Linked DNA regions of Cyprinus carpio: region 2 is linked to region 1. Evidence: chromatin contacts called from public Hi-C data. All regions are on one chromosome and are shown on one strand. The core of a region is the stretch at or near the end of the contact, and the rest is flanking DNA. Distances in the headings are between cores, read along the strand shown. Region 1 overlaps LOC109094102 (CYFIP-related Rac1 interactor B). Region 2 holds the start of myca (transcriptional regulator Myc-2).

Evidence for each region. A called contact is a pair of places that touch in the nucleus more often than the background predicts.
Region 2: a contact with region 1 is called in a Hi-C map of red blood cells, with 5 times the contacts expected there. The contact joins the promoter of myca here to the enhancer-like site in region 1. A contact is called at or near these places in 5 of 8 Hi-C or Micro-C datasets (liver, red blood cells and skeletal muscle).

The regions. Positions count from the first base shown.
Region 1 is chrB24:8,704,930-8,710,040 of ASM1834038v1, forward strand. The region is part of intron 2 of LOC109094102 (CYFIP-related Rac1 interactor B); the gene reads left to right. Among protein-coding and RNA genes, the nearest start is that of LOC122142196, 23 kb to the left of the region's middle. Within about 2 kb of position 1,767, at least 1 of the 8 cell types and tissues checked has an H3K27ac peak or open chromatin away from gene starts, as enhancers often do.
Region 2 is chrB24:8,897,823-8,903,328 of ASM1834038v1, forward strand. It overlaps myca (transcriptional regulator Myc-2), which reads right to left and starts at 2,649. Exons shown (of 3, transcript XM_042752023.1): 1 at 2,413-2,649; 2 at 1,435-2,060; 3 at 1-1,001. The coding sequence starts at 2,053. The coding sequence ends at 415.

The DNA.
Region 1 (5,111 bases), core at 517-3,016:
TTGATTTTTGAGTGCATTTTTTAACCCAGAGAATAGGGAGTGGCCCTCTGCACACACCTTCCATGCTGTCAGCAGAGGGAGCTCTGTGCCTAAAAAAGAAACACAAGCACAAATCCACCTTGTGCCATGCATACCCCCAAAAATCCCATCTCAGTTTGACAGTGCCCCACCCCTCATACTCACCATTAACAGCTCTCCTGACTGCCACAAACTTACTCTGAATTAAGAAAATGAAAGAAACCGCAACGAGCATTGGCTCTTTTTTTAAATGTCAAGTAATGTCAAGAGATGTTGAAAATGTCTGTATGCAGAGACCAAACTTCCTGTGCTTGTCTTGTACCAAATGACATTCTCAGATCTTAAAGACCTTGACAGGGAAAGAAGGACACCAAGTGACATGAATTCTTTCCAATTCTGTTGTTTTCCAAAGCAGACATGGGTGTTACGAGGCGGAATGCATCAAGTTCTGTCTCTGTTTTCTTTCTTTTGGTGTAACTCATTTGATGCTTGACTTTACAGAAAATAACTTTTGAAAGATTGTCTTAATCAAAGCAGTTTCAGAAATGGAAGTGACATCAATTAAACAGTCTTTCAACATTTGGAACAGGGTGGCTTAAAATTCCTTAACCCAACATTTTCAGATGAGGTACCCTGTTTTGGCTTATGATATTCGGTTGCCATGGTTTCTGGCTTTGATCGTGAGAGGTACAGTGCTGCCTAAGAGGTCTTATTGTATGAGAGATTAACCAAAAATCCTTCTCTGAACCTCTCCGGTTATCACCATACACCACCACCGACTTGAGACTTATGCAAATGTTTTAAATGATAACAATTGTAAGTGATCACCAGTAACACTGTGCTGTTTGCGTGCCACTGTTTGTCAGTGCAGATGACTTCAAAGCTACAAATGTTGCGGTTGTCATTTGACAGAGTTGTTTGTTGCAGTTAGACTCAACCCGGACGCACCAATAGCTGACATCCCACAAATGCGCTGCAACCTCACTGGCTTATCCAGCAATTTGTTTTGATTTTAGCCACAACATGTTTGAAGGGGGCATTAAACCGGCTGTTTACTCCAGTGTGGCCAGTGTGGGCGGAGCTACAAATCACAAACAAACGCACGCTTCCTCTTCTCTCTTTTATCACCCTTCTGATTCCTTCGTTTTATTTAACGCATTTAACACTCATTTGCATTTGGTCGAGCAGGTCATGCCAGTTTTGGGGGTGCATAAAGGGCATCTGCATCCCCATATTCTGTTCATTTTGGTGGGTTTCAAAGGGCTGGGGTGAAATCAGAACACAGCTACTATAGTTGGCTAATGCGATGTGGCGGCACGCCCCGGGAAATTTAGGTCAAGTTAAAACTGCAGACAAGGATGTAAGTGATGCTGCGTAAGAGTGACACTGCATGATGTATCACATGCACACACACATTATTCTTCTGTATACATTAACAGATATCACAGGCACACCCTTGGCATTTGGAAAATGATAGTTAATAAATGTGCATTGTAAAGGCTGAATTGTATAAATCATTGGCTAAGCCTCTGTAAATTAGATTTTAGACAAGGCTGCTATGTTAAGTGTTGCTCTTCTGGCAATATTCTCACATTAGCTTTAATTCCGCACATACTTCACCACATGTGTAACTGGATTATTGCATCCACTCACTCAAATAAGCGTGCACATGAAAATACACACTAATTCACTCGCTCCCCTCCCCCTCAATGCCAGAGGCAGCTGGTTAGCCACTCCACGGCTGTGCCCACGTGACGGAGGGAATCAGGGAGGGGAGAGGTTGTTGTTTTTTTTCCTATGGTGCCACAGCAGTAGTGTAGTATAGCAAAACACGTGGATTCCCATGCTGCAGTGCTCCTGCAGAATTCCAGCATGCCTTACATCCAGATAGTTATGGGTTGCGTTGTTATATCTATTCCTTATATATATATATATATATATATATATATATATGTATATAATATTATATATATTATATAGATAGATAGATAGATAGATATACATACTAATTCATTCTGCAATTATTTTAAATCCATATAAAATATTCATTCATTCTTCTCATGACATTCATTCTATATTACATAAAATTATCATCATTTGTATACAATTATTTACACATATATTATTCCACAATATAATATATTACAAACAATTATTCTATATAATAGTATAATAATTATAAATAGTATTTGAACATGTTAATTTATACAATTGATCATATGTATTTATGCATCCTAAGACTGGAATGTCAGTTATTTGCAGAATTCCGTGATTAATTAGCGTGTCGCTGTTGCACTAGTTGTGCATTTTTGGTGCATTACCTCATCGCTATTCATATATTCATACACAAGCTCTTAAGTCGGACTACTGCTCCAGTGCCCTCATCCTCCCCTCCGCCTCGCCATTCGCTTTCTGATTGGCTGTCAGTGTGTTTTTGGTATAACCAGGTTTTTTCAACTCCATGGATACAGTGGAGTGCAAAAGAACTTGCGTGCAGCCAATCACAATGCAGTAGTGAATCGTAAGTGCCCAGCGGGCTTAGATGAGCCCCCCTCTGCCCCCTCCTTCTCCAGAATCCCATCGTAGCTCCTCTCCTCCAGCACGCAATCTCCCAGTAGGAGGCTTCGAAAAGAACACAACCAGGTCAGAGTCTGTCTCTGTCGGAAAGAGCTCGTACAGGGACCCTTTGGGACTGCTGTGAATGAAGCTGAGAGGCAAATGCACTGTTCTTAATATAATCTTTACTCTTGTCTCAGTTTGGCCCACATAGCTTGTTGTTGTCATGAGGAGATATTAGGACCTTGATAAATGTTCTCCACTTTTCACTGTTTTCTTTTCATTTTTATAAAGGGATCTTATTAGTTCCTAATTCATACACCTCAATCACGTTTGTTCCTATAATAATGACATAAATGCAAAAGACATTGAACCTTATGATAATAAATGTTTTGTATCACAGGTAGCTTTCATTTTTGTATTTTTTTTAAGAAATATGATCATGTCAAATTGGATTTTTGAGATGGCCGTCCTTGGAATGACCCCCTAATGGTTGGAGGGAGGTCTGGGTGGGATTTAGGGTTGGCGCACTTGGCAGCAGTACATCATTGGCATGACTTGGATTCAGGTCACATTTATTCTAAGTAACTTTCCAACAGTAGATCAGTATAAATCTAGTAACCGTAAATCTAGTGCAAAAAGCATTATTATACTATCTGTCTGTCAGTCCGTCCATCCATTCTTTTGTACGAATAGAACGTTGACAATATGTTGATTTGTGGTTGTTAAAGTATTCTGAGTGTTTTTCACTTAATCATTGCTAGGGATAGAAGGGTATTGTGGGTCATTGCTAGGTTCAAAAGCTTAAGGTCAGTAAGCTTTTTTATGATTTTGAAAGGCCTCTCTTATGCTTACTATGGCTGCATTTATTAGATCAATATACAGTAAAAACAGTGATATTGTAAAATATTGAAATGCATTTTTTTTTTTTTTTTGACTTTTGAATTTATTAAACAGAATTTCGTGGTGCTTCAGATTTCTCTGGGCTTTTTTTTGTAGTTTTGTTGTTTTTGATTGTCCATAAAGTAAACACAGTCTGTAACTCCCTCTTGAACACCTAAAAACTTGGACCAAATGCCACCTTTGCAAGCAAGCCGAAGCAATTTTTTTTTATTTTGCACTACTTCAGCAGTTGTTTTGTGAGCTTGGTAATCGATTCACGCCACTGACCTTGAACTCTAATCCTGAGCTTTGCTAAGCATTGACCTCCACATGATCCTCAGCGTGGCTTTAACCTGTCACTGCCCCTCACCATGTGTCCATGTCTCTTTTGTAAAGTGTGAATGTCTGCATCAGTTAGAGTACGCTGGCTTGAGCGAGACTTGCTTCTGTCATTATGGGTTAGAGTGCTTTTGATCATTGGTTTACCGTCAGCAACTTTCATGTACGGTCCCTGTACCTGATTGAGACCCTTGTGCACACAGATGGTCCCAGCTCAGACGCTCACCTGACTTCAACCTCACCACGTCACTCCTCGTCAAATCTCTCCCGCCCATTGTCTCTTTGCCTCAGCTTCCAGACACTCTCTGTTCACCTGTCTACCTGTTCATGTCTCAACTTTTCACCTGTCAGCAGCCTGTCTCCTGTCACTCTGCATACACCCTCTCCAGCTCTCATGTTCCCAGTTCAGACATACACAAATAGCTGACAGGATATTTCAAGCCGTTTCGGCTGTGTCACGCGGTGTGCCATGTTAAACTAAAAATAATATAATTTAATAAGATAGTTTAATATAATTTTCCTGTAATTATTATTAGGGCTGTAAATCAGTTGAAACTTAATCACATTTAATAATGAAATTAAGTGCAGTACATGATATGCCATTTAATTAATCAAATTATAATCAGTGTTATATACATAATAATATTAATTTGAATTATTTATTTATTAATATAGTAGTTAATAAATTAAATAAAAGTAAGCTGACTCAAAGACATTATTGTTACGAAAGAATGGAATAGGCAAAAAACTTTAGAACTCAGTATACCACAAGAATATTAATTGTATTGCACTTCACTGTATTAATTTTTTTTTTTTTTTTTTTTTTTTTTTTTTAATGAAATTACATTTTGAAAAATTTAATTATGAGTTTTCCCTAAAACTTTTAACCTAAATCTTGGATGTTGGTTAAGAAAATGTACTTCGTATGACTCCTCACATACTAACCAATTACATAAACCAACTGCCAATATCACTTCTTGACTAACTGTAACATTTCTTGTGATGAAAAGTATATACTGTAGGAGTGAATGTTTGTCTCATGCTATCTAGATCTGCAGCTAGATCATCAGCTAGATTATATAACACCCATTCACACACATACACACTCATGTCTGTGACCTACATCTAGGCGTCTGTATGCTTATGTGTGTATTCTTACACTCATCACTCTTCCAGCCAGAGGCACAGGAATCATGGGTAGTATGCTGCTGTTGTTATGGCCTAGATTGACCCTTTCCCTCTTGTTTGCTTTACTCTAACACGGTTTTATATTATATTATATTATATTATATTATATTATATTATATTATATTATA
Region 2 (5,506 bases), core at 1,399-3,898, 190 kb after region 1:
ATTCATTTATGATTATGTAAAAACATGAAAAAAAAAAAAAAAAAACATAGTGAAACATAATATGGTTTATGAGAACACGTAGCTGATACAGATCCAAAAATACCTTTCTTAGGAAATATTAATTCATTATATACAAAAACGTACAAAGAAATTTTTACTTTAGGGTTGTGCAGACCCATTTTTTCTCATTTCATTAATAAAAATAAATGACTTAAATACAAATTATTTTAACCACCTTAAATTTTAAACTGTCGCAGTTTTAAACATGAAAAGAACTGACAATATTCAAAAGGAAAAAAATGCATTGGACATGCAACATGAACTATACACAGCAACAGTTTAACTTGCATAAAAAAGCAGGGGGAGGGGGTTCTTAAAAAGTCTTTTCACTTTGACTCTTGTGACACAGGTCCATTAATGTGAACTCCGCAGCTGCTGCAGCCTGTGTTTTAACTGTTCGCTCTTTCGCCTCAGCTGTTCTTTGATGGACAGCAACCTTTGCTCATCCAACTGCATGCTGTGGATGCACTCTGTCGCCTTCTTTAGTATTACAACTTTAGCAGCTTTCTCGTTATTTGCAACCTCAGGGATCTCATCCCGTAGTGCGAAAAAGCTGAGTTTGAGTTCATTTCTACGTTGGCGCTCCAGCACATTGTGAGTCCTGCGTTTGTCATTGTCCTCTGAATCCGATGTCCGGGGACTCGTGCACTTGCGTTGCTTCCCTTGCCTGTTGCTGCTGCTGTTGTTGCTGCTGCTGCTCTCGAGTCGTAGCCTCTTGACAGCCGGCTGGTCATGCCGCGTGGAGGGGTGGGCGGCGTAGTTGTGCTGGTGGGTGGAGACATGACAGCGCTTCAACACCAGGGGACTGGGGTACTTTGAATCGGACACCTCTGCCTCGTTCCTTTTCTGACGCTTTTCCACGGTCACCACATCAATTTCTTCCTCTTCTTCTTCCTCTTCTTCTTCTTCCTCCTCCTCCTCCTCCTCCTCCTCTTCTTCTTCTTCGTCTTCTGCAATTAAATTACAAAAAGAAAATTAATAACAAACAAAACATCAATTCATTTAGAAACCTCATATTACAGCGCAATGGGAATTGAATGGAATTTGGCAATTGGCTTTCCACAAAGGGTGAGGTGGGGGGAATCTCTGCATTCCAGCCCCAGCCCACTTTACTCATCAGCTGATATTTGAACATTGCAGTCTTTTCTACAGATCTGACTTGGGTATAGCAAAGGGGAGGTGGAGGGATCTTATGCAACTACCACTTACACCGATCACTATATCAAGGGTATGAGGATAAAGTCCCGTGACCGGCACACCACCTCACCAGTGACATGTAAAGATCACTTAAAAAATGCAAGCTATTGCACATGCAGTAACCAGCTACATCAAGATTCTGCATGTCAGAAATGACAAAAATAATGCATAACATACCAGAATCACTGCCACTGCTGCTGGAGCTGTTAGGTGGAGTGTCCAGGACAAGCATTGGTTCTGATGGAGCAACCTTGCTGGATTTGCTGGACTCTGTGAGGGGATATGGAAAGACCACGGAGGGGTCAATGCATTCTGATGCAGAGGTGCTCAGATCCTGCAAATAACTTGCATTGAGTCGATTTGAGCTGCTGTCAGAGATCAGTTCCTTCCTAGCAGCGTGCAGGGACGCTAGTCTCTCAGAAACCACTTTCTCCAACTTGGCAGCAGCGGAAAAGCCGCTCCACATGCAGTCCTGAATTATGATGGACTTGATGAAGGACTGGGAGTAGTCCGCATCGCAGATGAAGCTCTGGTTGACCACGTCGTCTCCCAGGAACTCGCTGACCATCTCCAGCTGTTCGGCGGTGGAGAGCGACTGTCTCCGGCTGGGAGAGAGGGGCGGTGTGGGCAGCAGCTCGAATTTCTTCCAAATGTCCTCGCTGGGAGCTGGAGGTTGAGTCTGTCCTTGCTGATGGTGATAGAAATCCTCATCGTCGTTGTCGAAGTAGAAATAGGGCTGGATGGAGTCATAGTCGTAATCGTAGTTTTTATACGCCAAACTCGAACTCACCGGCATTTTGACACTTGTGAAAAAAATACAAATTGGAATTACTACATTGCATATGCAACGTCTAACTACATATCACAACAAAACGCTTTACCTAATGCACATATTTAAACTATGCATCGCATGCATGGGGGTGGGAAAACTAGCTAAATAATAGAACTCAGTGACAGCATGTGTGAACACGGAACGATTAAACCCAAAAGCGGGGTTACTATCAAAACATTTAAAAGCAGCCTTGCTTTTAGTGTATTCTTTGAGCGTGCAACATTCAATCTCCTTTTAAAAATATAAATACATTTGCACTCATAACACGCAAGTTGCACTTTAAGTCTAAAAGATGCATGCAACATCAAATGTCTGATCCTTACCGTGTAAGTTATTTAACAAATGCAGTTTCAGAATGATTTCTCTCGAGACGCGATGCAGTGAAAAGAGAACAAAAAATCAGGAGCAAAAAGTAAGATCCAACAGTTTACTCCGGTCTCTTGCAACATAAGTGGAATCAGAGTCCTGGTCAAATGGAAAGTGATGGAAAATGTAATCAACGCTCCGCTCCTATGTACCTCTCAGATGCTGAACAGACTGATAGTCTGTGTGACAGAGGCAGGGTGAATAAATTCTGTAGCTCCCGCGAGCAGCAGCATTGACGTATGACTGCGCACCAACGTTTCCCGCCAAACGAAAACATTGTTGTTTGCGAATTAAATCCCCCTCGCTAGGCTCACACATGAGAAATAAAAACACAACGACGCCTCGGAAACCACTATTAGTCTTTATTGATGTAGAAGACATTTTTAATTTATTTCTGAATTCGATAAACGTGGGACTATTTTCTCGCGGAAGCACATATGTTGGCAGAAGTCTATGATGGGCGGGGATTTGACGTCATTGGAGTGAAGGATCGTTTATAGTCGAGCAGTGACAGCTCACATTTTTTTAAAGGATGTGTTTTTACGTTAACAAGGATGCAACAAAATCATATAATTTCTTATAAATTATTCTGTAAAAAAATCAATAAACAAACAAACAAACAAAAAAACAACAACAAATAAAAGCTAAATAGGTTGGAGGAAACCACCTTTTTGTTATTTTAAAAATAAATAAAACATTGTTACTGAGGAAACCAAAGCAAAGCACCAAACACCTTGATGTGAACTTATATATCTTCTTCTTTATTTATTGTAATTCTTTGTATTTTTAATTTCCTTTATTTCTTCATTTTCATTTTTGAGTGCTAAAATTTGTCATATCTTTTGTGTGCTAGAAAGTGTTTATAGAATTTGTAAGACTTTGACAAAAGTATATATATATATATATATATATATATATATATATATAAGTGTTTATATATATATATATATATATTATAAACACGTAGTGACAACATGGGCTGTAGAAACCATGCTTGTGGAAACCAATAAGTTTATAAGGATGCAGACTACATATTGGCTATGGATAATGTTGTTGCAACATAACAATCAAGAAATGTAACCATCAACAAATACTACCTCAGCATATCACAAATGTAAGTCAAAGTCATCCAGAGCAGTGTTCTTGAACCAGGAGCCCTGGATCCACTAGGGGGCCTCAGTATACATGCTGGGATGTTACAAAATGATTTAAATTATGAGGTTATATTTTAACAGTAATAGGCTATAATCCAGTATTGGATCAGACAGTGTGTGTCCTTCTAGACAAAAATTTCAAAACCAATGCATCAGACAACAGTATATGAGTGAAATTTGTTTCGAAAAAATTAAATGACTGAAATAAACTCAGTAATGGGAAACTGCTGGGTTTATCGATTATGAAGATAAATAGAACAAAGAATAGAAATGAAATTTAAGACTGGTGATTTCTAGGGTTTCTACATTCAAACTGATTTATACATGGTGCAAGTAGTCCTTAAAAAGTGCTTTCAGAAACCACTGAGTCACATGATCATTTAGGGAAAAAATGACAGACGGTTTCACTTCTAACATCAGTGTAATGAAATATGATATAAGAGTTATAGTTTGGTATTGTGTTGTATCCAAAGATCTGTGAAATAGAATTAAAAGAAGGCTATTGCACCCCAGTAGGATTTCAAGGTCCCTACAATGAGACGGTTTATATCAGGGATCCTCAAATCTGGACCTCGAGATCCACTTTCCTGCAGAGTTTAGCTCTAACCCTAATCAAACACACCTGAGCATGCTAATCAGTGCCAATCAATGTCTTTGGGATCATTAGAAAATCACAGGCAGGTGACTTTGATCAGGGTTGGAGCTAAACTCTGTAGCGCATTAGACCTCCAGGGCAAGATTTGAGGAAGTGGGGTTTATATAATACATTGGTATGTGGCGCCCTCTGCTGCCAACTACTATAATGATCAACTTACTTCCTACTGAAATAAATACATTTCAGTAAAATATACTTATAATTTATTAATTTGCATAATGAATGAATGAATAAATGAATGAATAAATAAATAAAAAGCCACCTTTATGTATATAGTGCTTTATACAATTGTGTCAGTGCAGCTTTACATTGTTTTTGGGGAAGTCGTGGCCTAATGGTTAGAGAGTTGAACTCGTAACCCAAAGGTTGCGGGTTTGAGTCTCGAGCCGGCAAGAATTGTAGGTGGGGGGAGTGAATGTACAACTCTCTCTTCCACCTTCAATATCACGACTGACATGCCCTTGAGCAAGGTACCGAACCCCCCAACTGCTCCCCAGGCGCCGCAGCATAAATGGCTGCCCACTGCTCCGTGTGTGTGTTCACTGCTGTGTGTGTGTACTTTGGATGGGTTCAGTGCAGAGCACGAATTCCAAGTATGGGTCACCATACTTGGCTGTATGTCACGTCACTAAAAAAAAATGTCATGTCACTTAAACAGGGAAATAATGTTTGCAAACAAAATTCTGCTGTAATGCTGCTCTAAAAATAAACATTTTTCAGTTAAAGTCAGTTTGTTGTTGATTTAGTTCAGTTTAATAAAGTTCATCAATTATAGAATGAGTTCAGTTTATTTGAAGAAACTCTGTATAAAGCAGTGATGACATCATACAGTTCAGTAATTTACCCAGTAGTGTCTGTGCCATCCAGTTGATAATATTGCCATATATTTAGTGTTCAAAGTGGCAAAGAACCCAAACTCCTTTGGTGACAGAAATGGGGGGAGCATGGTGACTTTGGGAGAAGCATGGTTAGCATGGTCTAATTCCTGGCTGCAACACAAGTCACATTGTGGATTGGTATTATTTAAAATATCCAGTTCCTTTTCCTTGATGACTGGGATACATCATGTCAGTGTTTGGTGGGGCTGAAGCTGGTCACAGCGTTTGTGCAGAGGATTTATCTGGTTCTCATAGTCTTTGTTGAGGATTTGTACTAATGGCCATTCAGTTAATGAATAAATAAATAATATCAAAAAAGTAGCATATTTAGGATCATGGATTTTAAAGAAAAAAATATCTTGTC